Regions from separate parts of the Mus musculus genome. Here region 2 is linked to region 1. The links are chromatin contacts, called in public Hi-C maps. All regions are on one chromosome and are shown on one strand. The core of a region is the stretch at or near the end of the contact, and the rest is flanking DNA. Distances in the headings are between cores, read along the strand shown.

The links. A called contact is a pair of places that touch in the nucleus more often than the background predicts.
Region 2: a contact with region 1 is called in a Hi-C map of muscle stem cells, with 4 times the contacts expected there. The contact joins the promoter of St7 here to the enhancer-like site in region 1. A contact is called at or near these places in 7 of 39 promoter capture datasets (the 3T3-L1 cell line, the C10 cell line, cranial neural crest and 4 more), 4 of 484 Hi-C or Micro-C datasets (cerebral cortex, cortical neurons, embryonic stem cells and 1 more) and 3 of 115 datasets of contacts at active chromatin or transcription factors (embryonic forebrain, embryonic limb bud and pancreatic cancer cells).

The regions. Positions count from the first base shown.
Region 1 is chr6:17,107,857-17,112,857 of GRCm38.p6, reverse strand. The region is part of intron 1 of Gm4876 (predicted gene 4876); the gene reads left to right. Among named protein-coding and RNA genes, the nearest start is that of Gm15473, 45 kb to the right of the region's middle. Within about 2 kb of position 3,432, at least 85 of the 459 cell types and tissues checked have an H3K27ac peak or open chromatin away from gene starts, as enhancers often do. A contact at or near this core is called in muscle stem cells and pancreatic cancer cells, where this site is marked.
Region 2 is chr6:17,691,080-17,696,297 of GRCm38.p6, reverse strand. It overlaps St7 (suppression of tumorigenicity 7), which reads right to left and starts at 2,304. Exons shown (of 16, transcript NM_001289624.1): 1 at 1,936-2,304. The coding sequence starts at 2,086.

The sequences.
Region 1 (5,001 bases), core at 2,183-4,682:
TTAGAATTGATGGTTCGTTTGTTTGAATACGTGATTCATATGTCTTTGCTCAAGCAGGTCTGTGATATTAAAACAAAAATCAAATCAAATCAAATCAAAAAAATAAAGCAAAACAAAAAACCAACTCAGGATCTTTGTGAGCACATAAGAGAAGTCTCAAACTAGGTGGATGAAGTAGTGTAATGGAGCAGGCTTCCAATGGTACCAAGTTAAAAAAACAAACAAGCAATGAAGATGTAAGGGTAGCACTTCCAAATGTAGATGACAATGTGCGTCTCACAAAAGGGTAGGCGAGGAGGCTGGATTAGTACTTGATGCTCTAAGTAGTGGCCTAGAAACGCTATTTCCATCCTGGACGTTGGCAAAAGAGTAAAGAGTAGATCAGAACAAGAGCTCCGAAACTGTGGATCATTGGCACCAGCTTCCCCCAGAAACTTGTGAGAATGTAAATCCTTGTGCCATACCCAAGATTTACTGAATCAGAGAGTGTGAGGAATAGGTTCCAGTTATTTCAGAAGTCCCCCAGGAGACTCTGAGGCTGCTCCAATTAGAGAACCAATGACTTATATCAAGAGTGAGAGCATAGGCAGGAAGTCCAAAGACAAAATTACAGTCAACCTCAAGATGGTTTCTAGTTCTGAAATGAAATTCTGGGTATGGTGATAGAGACAGTAGGAACAGACTAGGCAAATAACTGTTTCAGATAGCAAGACAATCTGAATGGTAAGAATGCATGGGATTAGCTAGTACTGTTCTAGGGATGGTATGCTATGGCAAAATAGCAATGGCCTGTGGCTTAGAAATGAAAGAAGAAGAAGAAGGAGGAGGAGAAGGAGAAGGAAGGGGAGGAGGAGGAGGAGGAGGAGGAGAAGGAGAAGGAGAAGGAGAAGGAGAAGGAGAAGGAGAAGGAGAAGGAGAAGGAGAAGGAGAAGGAGAAGGAGAAGGAGAAGGAGAAGAAGAAGAAGAAGAAGAAGAAGAAGAAGAAGAAGAAGAAGAAGAAGAAGAAGAAGAAGAAGAAGAAGAAGAGAAAAAGAAGAGAAAAAGAAGAAGGAGAGAAGGAGTTGAGGAAGAAGAGGCAGGAGGAGAAGAAGGAAGAAGAGGAAGAAGAGGAAGATGGGAGATGGGGAGAGGAGGAAGGGATGAGACTGTGGGAAGAGCAAGCCAAGCCCAGTAACCAGCCACCTTGAACATGTCCCATTGTCCCTTATTCTGAAGGGACATATATTTCCTGTCCATTTAAGTGAATTCCTGCCTAAGGGTTGTGTTCACAAATGATGTTGTGTCATCCCACAAGCTAACACTATCCCCAAACTTCAGAAACACGCATGAGAGGAGAGCACATCTGGATGGAGAATCAATCTAAACAGCTACTGCAGCCATCTTGGTTGGTTGTAAATGCAACAGCTTTTCCCCCTGGTTCATAAAACTGTGTTGGTTGAGTACAGACCTAGCCCTCTGGGTATAAATTATGAGAGGCTAAGTTAGTCATAGACACTATTTATTTTTACCTTTGATGGGATAAACACATGACTTATTTGTAACCAGTGAAATAGAAGCGTAGGTAAGTCGGCTGGGGAATTCTGGAAGCAATTTTTCCTCCAGTCTAGAGTGTAAGACATTCATTTTCCTCCTTTCTTTCTTATCACGTATGCTGTGTTAGGGAGGGGTGCCAAGGAAGTGACAAGGCCTAGGATGGAGGCCCAGTGGAAGACAGCAGAGTGGACAGAATGACAGAAATTCATGGGAGACGACTCTGGTTGGATGGCAGTCCCGTTTACATCTACAGAGACTCAGTTGTTTTCAATTATTGCTCCGGCATTCCTGATTGCTCACCTTTTTCTAGGAAACTACTGGGGCTGAACTTCAGCAGGTCTGCCAGCCCCTTTTATCCCAGGCATCCAGACTTGTCAGGCTCATTTGGAAACCAGACACCCATTCAGCTTCGTTAGTCTCCTCATCTGATCCCCTCTGTTCCTGAATTCCTCTTTATACTCAGAAATCTTAACTGCTGTGAACTGGAGACTCCCCTATAACCAACGCCTCTTCATTTCGTGGCTGAATTGAACTCCTAGATCTATCTCAAAGTCTCTGGTGCCCCTCCCAGGCAGGTTGGTTGCAGTGCCTGAGAAGTAGGTAGTTGCTTTCCTTAGGCAGTCTCTCTTATTTGTACTAGTTTCTTTTGATTTTTGAGAGTCACAGTTTTCTTTAAGCATGATATAGCGGCCTTAGACTTTACCCCCTATTTCTTTTCCAATCATTCTATTCCATTTTTTGTTGTGAATGTTTAAAAATTAATTATTGTGTTAACTAGCGACTCCAATGGCATGCTCCCAATGAAAGGGCAAACTAATTAGACAAAGCTACTTGAGCATTCGATAGTACAGCGAGAGGGAAAAAGGGCACTTCAGGCTAGAGTGCTGGAGTGTGTGATTATATCCCCACATAATCCAAGGATGTGGGATCTTTGAGTACATATGAGTCTCCATTTTCTGTTAAACTTCAGAAATTTTCTCCACGTTCTTTGATAATGTCAGTCCCTGGCTCATGCTTTCTTCCCTTTTGTTGTTGTTGTTGTTGTTGTGTGATGACCTCAACAAACACATGGATTTTCATACAACACTTGTGCTGATTTTTCCATCTTCCTAAAATCCAGTCCCCTTGCCTTCCTTCCTATCCAGCTGTAACTGGAGAGGAGATTCCATGGGATCTCCCCATGTGTCTGTTTTGACTCCTAAGCCCAGATTTCTTTTGAATTCTACCATGGTATCCCAGTCCTCAGTCAGATGTTATTTATGGAGAATTGACTCCAACGTGTCTACATGCAATAGCGGTTGACTAGCAATGGTAACTGGGTAGAAGGTGCTTTTGTTACTGGGTGAAGGGCAAGACATCCTGTGGAAATGCACATCGAAGAAAGATCAATAACAGCCTTTATAAATGTCATTTAAAATGCCATTCAAAACAACCATAAAGGTTAATGGCATTTTGTTTTGATTGTTTCAAAATATATTATCAGATTAAATAGAAGCTACGATGACTTGCTTCCCATGAAAGGACAGAATAATTAGCCACAGTTATTTAAGCACCGGTAAATATATGAAAAACCAAAACAACACACCCTATTAATCAAACCACAATGCCTGTCAGGTTGTGTGCTAAAACTTCTATCTACACAACACAAGGAAGCAGGCCTTTTCACACAGGTAAGCACTCAGTAAAGTCAAGAGTTAACATTGAACAGTTACCAGGGGTCAGGAAAGGCATTTTTTATGCAGTCAGGGACAGTCTTAAGTGTTCTAAAGAGTTACAGACAAACTCAGAAGACAAGTTCAGATATGCCAGGTCATTTTAAGATGAGAACTTAAAACTGTTCTTGGGTGGTGGTGTCTCTTTGGTTACCATAGCAAAGTTGGAAGAGCTTAAACACTACGTGTTACAAATTGCTTAAGAATGACTCAACCCTGACTCTCTTGCCTATGGTGAAACTCGTCTGAAACACTTGAGTCAATTTGGAAATCTATGCTTAAAGACCAGACACTGCAGTATGGTCAGGACTTATTAAAAAGAGACAATCTGTAATATCTTGTTTAAAATAAGCAGAAAGCCCCCGCGCTTCACCTGGGCAGCACAGTAGACCTAGCCTGGTGGCTTGGGTACAGGAAAGCTGATGGGTTCAGCAACTCCAACCCAGGCCCAGATCCAGGGCTTTGAATATGCTCACCCCAACATCTGCCCCATCTGTGAAATGCTGGAGTGTGTGAAGGGGCCAGTCCTGCAGATCCAAAGCTGCAGAGTTTCCACGACACAGACCGACAACAGGATATCTGAGAGAAACCCCAGTGAGATTCCAGTATTGATAGTATAGCAGAAGCCAGAGGCCTCAAACCAGACTCATTGCAATGAACATTTGGAAGTAAAGAGGTTTGGCCAAAGGAATACCCGTGTGACACATTGTGACACACTGCAGCTTCCACAGTGAGATTTTTGTTGTTGTTTGTTTTGTTTTGTTTTGATTTTGAGGTTTTAATTTTTTTATTTTTATTTCTATTTTTTGAGGGGAGGTTGCAAGGATGGAGAAGATACCCCAGGACTTGAGATATAGATGCTGTAAAGGGGTGACGAGATGAGTGGGATTGGGGGTGCATGGTGTATAATTCATATACAATAAGAAGTTAAAAACAAAAAAAATTGTTAAAAATGTCCCAAATGTGAAGGCCAACAGGACACCTGAGCGACTGGGATTCCATCAGTGGAAATTACATATATATATATATATATATATATATATATATATATATATATATATACATATTTATATATATATGCAAAACATCACTTTCTCAAATCCTATTTGTATCCAAGATTGTTCTATTTAGAGATGAACAGTGTACGTGCAGCCTCCCTGAAGTAGTTCACAATCAATGAGCATCCAGGGAGGGTATGAAGCATCTCTCATGGACCACTGTGTAGAAGCTGATGCTGAGTCTGCATCTTCCTTTGAATTTCCTGGACCCCAAGACATTTCCCCCTTCTCCTTCCTCACTGAACCCACTGCTCTTGAGTTCCCACTGCTGTTTGGAGGACAGGAAAAGCAGAGATCACTGTCATGTCTTTTAATATCCAAGATGATGGCTTTTGTGGAGAAAGAGGACACCTCTGGTATTGCCTAAGTACCAGCAATTGTTCTACACTCTCTCTTAGTGAGCCTTTTGCTACTGTGAACTGTAATGATGTGGTTGTCAAATTCATGCCGTACCAGGCATAAAAAAACAAACAAACAAAAAAAAAAACAAAACAAAACCAAAAACCCTGTAAGATCTGCTTCTGAGAACTGACCTAGAATGATTTTTTAATGAGAAAAAGAATATTAATCTATCAATACCAGGTAATTAGAATTTAAAAAAAATGTTCTACATGGTTCACATTTAGTAAAAGAAACACACAAATCTAGATTTAAAACTTCCATTTTCAACTTCCAGGGAATTGCTTAGTGTTGGATTT
Region 2 (5,218 bases), core at 1,055-3,554, 580 kb before region 1:
AGAAAGATGAAAACCCTCCACGCGCTTCTCTTTTCATCCCCCTTTATGACAAGAATATGCACAAAACTCTCCAGGACAAACTGAGGCCCCGCACCACAGAGAAAAGGGCCTCTACCTGATGCCTAGGAAGGAACGAGCCACAGCCTGGCCCATCCAATGCTGAAAATCTCAATTAGAAAGGTCCCTGTGCAAACTATCTGTGAGAAATGCCAAGTCTAGTGTTGCTTGGGGCTGGGGGAGATCCCAACTCTCTTCCTAAAAAATCATCTCTCTTCTTAATCCTTCCTGTCTGTCCTGTCTAAAGTGTTAGCGTGTGGCCTCTGTGCCTTGCATATAATTCTGTTTGGATGACTATTTAACCTACTTTAAGGAAATGAGAAATAGAGACGTGTTCTGAAATAAATATAACTATATTATGCAAAATTCAAGATTTTAAAAATTCTACAACAAATTTTCTGGAAGGAAAAAAATTTGGAAGTACCTTCCTATAAATAGATAATAAAGATTCAAATTTGTTTAAAGGACGGGTCTTTGAGACTAGAATCTATTCTCTAGTCACCAAAGTCACAAGGAAAAAGCCTTACCCTAAAGCAGTTGTTCTAAACCTTCTAAATTTACGTTGAGGTGACCCACCAACCATAAAACTATTTTCTTTTTTCTCGCTACTTTGTAATTGTGATTTTGCTACTCATAATGTATATATCTGACATGCAAGGATATCTGATATGCAAGCTCCAAATGGGTCATGACCCACAGGTTGAGAATGTCTGTCCTAAGGCAAGGAACACAATATTACAATGTGACAAGCAGTCACGCTAACAGATTAAAAAAAAAAAAAAGGTGGGATCTTCGGAATAATCAGAGCCAAACAGCTTAGCATCCTCTACATTAGGATGAGCTGATTCTATGTGCAGAATTCTGTCTGCCTCCCAAAAAGACCATCCAAAGGATACTATGAAACAAACATAGTCAGCAACAGGTTCACATTAAAGGAGGTTTATAATGTTAAACAAAATGAGTACATTGTGGCAAGCATCTAAAAGGGTCCACTTCCCACTGGTCCTCCATTTCCAGTTATGGTCATGGGAAATTCATTTCCAACCTTGGTATTGTAGACAATGCAAATTAAAATAACAGAAGACAGATATATGTGAATGTGTATCTATGTCTGTAAATAAGTCAGAACTGTAAAGACTTCCCAGCGTAGTGTGCAATAAAATTTGCAGACTCAAAGGGCTGTAAGCCTTCCTTCAACGTGCATTTTGTTTCTGAATTGTCTCTGGGGTGTCCTTAGCCTAAGTTTGCCCTCCTTGGTTTTTAACATCTGGGGTGGCCTGCTGCAAGTTTATCAGGACCACAGTCACCACATACATGCACACTTGTTTAGCCCCGCGCGCTTTAGAGAGGGCTCAGCCGAGAACAGGACAACTTCAGCTGGGGACGTCAGACATTCCAGATTCCCCGCGCGCGGTCCGCGTGTCCCCTCGACATTCCGTTGGGTGACCTGACACGTCATCCACGCTCCTAGAGGGACCTACGGACATGCCCTCCCCGTCCACACCACAGCGACACCCTCCGGGACAAGGCTCTCTCTCCACTCGCGCGCGCCCTCGGCCCGAGCCATGCGTGGGCCCTGGCGGCGCAGCCGGGAGCAGGACATGCCTCCTCGGCGCGGTTCGGACGCTCGAGCGCCGGCGAGACTCGCGAGCTCCCGGGGCTCGGCGGGGACCCGCGGGGACGGAAGGGGACACTCCGCGCGCGGGGGTGGGGGTGGGACTCGCGAAGGCCGCGGGGCTGCGGCGGCCACCTGAGGCGGCGCGTCCCGGAGCGCGCGTCCCCGCCGGCCGCGACCCCGCCGCGCGACTTTGCACTAACTTTCCCGGGGCGGGGGAGGGGCGGCCGAGCGGAGCCGGGCCGGGCCGGGCCGGGCCTGACCTGTGCTCAGGTTGTCGTTGATCCTCAGGGGCACCCTCAGGATGTAGACCAGGAAGAGCACGAGGAAGAACCACACGGTCCACAGATAGGTCCACGACCACACGATGCAGGACTTGAGCTGCTCCAGGAAGCCCGCGCCCGCCTCGGCCATCTTCCGGCGCTGCTACGGGCCGCCGCGGCGCTCGCTGTCGGCCGGGATGATTCACCCGCCCGAGGCACGGCTCGAGCCGCCGCCGCCGCCAGGGCCCGGCGTCCCCGGAGCTCGCCCGGCGCCCGGATGCGGCGGGAAAGCGCGCGGCCTGCGCTCCGAGCCCCCGCCGGTGGCCTTCGTGGAGCGGTCACGTGGGCCCGGTCCCTGCACTCTCCCGGGCCATTTATACTTCTTGTACTAGTATTTTAGGAGGACAGCCCGGGCGCCGCCGAGGGACCCACTGACGTAACAGCTCGCGGGTGTAGAGCGCTTCCGAGAGCCGGGCGTGCTCCACACACTTTGTAATGTCTGGGGGGGGAGCCTGCAACAGTTGCCAGGTCCTGGGGTGATAGACGGAGGGAAACTGAGGCCCAAAGCGTTCCTAGGTCTACCTTAAAGTGGAGTCAGAATTCGGTTGCAATCAAGATTTCCAGGACGTAAACAAGGTTTCCAGGAGTCTTAAAGCTGTGTCTCCCAGGACTGGGGCTTAAAGGTATCAATGAAATCCAGACGAGCTAGAAGAGATGCACTCCTGCTCATTAGGCCTGAAGAGAAATTTTGGTTCCCTTTGTACTAGCTTCTGCTATTTGTTTTGTTTTTCCCAAACAGCACGGTGAAGGGTTTTCCAGAGAAACTGACAACATACGTATTTCTTTTTCTTCCTATTTTCCAAGTGATCGCCATTCAAACAAGTCTTTACTCGTTTTGTTTTTGTTTTTAACATATAAGCAATTCCCTAGTTTAACTTTGGCGTACTTCATCAGAACCTAATGAAAAATGAATAAAAATAAAACCACATTATGAACATTTTCCCACGGTTAAATAAAATAGTATATTTTACACAAGGCTTTAGGTGCTAGCTCCGAGTCTGTTTCTTGACTTTTAATGTATTCAATGTTAAATGAAGCAAACGCAGACTTTCCCAACTATAACCAAGACATTAAAATTCATCACTGAACAGCTTACCTTATTATAATTTTTATATTGCTCATGATTAAGCTCAGAATGCATTACCTCAAAATGGGACACCTTGTGCTGGCGTGCTGGCTGCCTTGAATGGAAGGGAATTGGAAAGGCCTCAGAAGCAAGGTGTCTCTGAGCTCCTGTCCTTTTTTCATACCTTGTGTGTCCCCCAAAGCAAAGCCAGTTCCCGGAAACCAAAATTCCCCTACTTCAAGGTGCATTGTAGAAATCAGAATGCATCTCCCTCAGACTAAACTATAAAACATGGAAAGCTCGATCTTTTCTCCCTTCCCCCTCCTCCTTTGAAGCCCCTCATTCCAGGACACTCTACCTCAAAAACCTCCAGAAGAAAGAATGTTAGGGAGAGGCCAAGAATGTGGACATGCCGGCTTTGCGAGACCTTTCCCCTCAGCCTGTCACCTTCACGTTATTACCTGAACGAAAAGAGGTTTCTCAAATTCTTTCAGGCTTCATTTATCATGCTTTTTCTTTTGCATCCTGATATATGGGAGTGTTGGCTGCGGCCCTTACAGTGGGTGTGGAGAGGTGTTACACCTTTCTGCTCCTACAAGGACTTGTAGTTTCTTCCATAGTAAAACAGGCTGAGTTAATTTGTAGATGTGGGGCCTGTTTGTGACAGTTCCAGGTGGCAAACTCAATTGCACTAAGGAGTGGTTTGGGGATTGCCTGCGAGGGTCTTTCCAGAAGAGACTGAGAAGTGAGTGTGAGCACATTTGATGGGGAATGTTCACCTTCAGTGTGTGTGAGTACCATTCAAGAACCTGGAGACCATAGAACTAGAGAGAATGTACTCTCCTTCTACCACAGAAGAGGCATTTTGACCTCTTCTTCTGTTGACATTGGCCATGAGAACTCCAGGCTTTAGACTCCAGGACTTGGACCAGTGCCACCTTCAGGCCTCCAGACTCCAACTGTAGGTTGTAATCTAAGCTCCCCTTCCCTACCATGGGTCATTCTTTGAAATTAGCCTGAGCGGCGCTACCTACTCTCTGGTTCTCCAAGACTTTCATGGAACTTCTCATACTATATTCTTCATAAGCCAATTCCCCAGTCAACCAACCCCTCCTTCCTCTCCTTTCTCTTCTCCATTCTATACTGGGCCTTAAGACATCAAGATTCAGATCACCTCTGTGTTTCTCCCAGCAATGGCCTCTAGTTACAGCCTGATTGTTACCTAGAGGGAACTATGTTGTGGGTTCCTACCACCAATTTTACTACCACCACCTCATCATCATCTATCTAAAAATGATATGTAGATGGCATATAGTATTTTGCCGGGCACTTTTGTCCTCCTGCTCCATACTACCTGTCATATATTTCTCTGGCTGCCCTTCCCAGCCAGGCAACATGTTCCTATTAGCAGATTTTTCAGAGATTCCATTGATGTACGACCTCTTTTGACACACCAATTCCATCAGACCATCACACCACTCATCCTTTTCTGAAAGATGCAGCACCAGGAGGCTAGTAGTGGGCCATTACAGCATAGGCCTACTAGGTATAGGGCTTTATTCATGATTTTGCCAATCACTAGTGGGATGCTTCTTGAAAGTTGCTAATGGCCCTTGAGCTACACAGTTTATTCATCTGTACTGTGGATTCCTTTGTTCCTATTCCAAAGGGACCTGGTATAGACTGAATGAAATATATACCAATAGTGCTATGCATGACCTGCACACGCCACGCTTTTCTCTGCCAGTAAAGTAGGGCCGTTAGTGTGAAGCAACTTGTGGTTAATTTTAGTTTCCCTCACCTCCTAGCACATACAGTACTGTTTGTCACATGGCGTTCAATAAACACTCAAGGTCATGTAAAGGAATGAAGAGAGAAACAAGATCTTCCATTTACAAATAACCTTACATTCCCATTCCTAACAAACAGATTTAACTCAAAGCTCAATTTTGAGATCTAATGGGTTTTCCTTTATGGTAAGCTTCTTTGAATGTTTGTACTATGGGCATAGTCATATCTGAATTAGATAACATGAGTTAAGAGACCCTTGGGAATTGTGTTAAAACAACATATTCCTAAATTCTTCTTAGACTGATTTATATACAGGCATGCACTGTATAGCAAGGCTTGGGAAAATGATTGGACCTCATATACAAT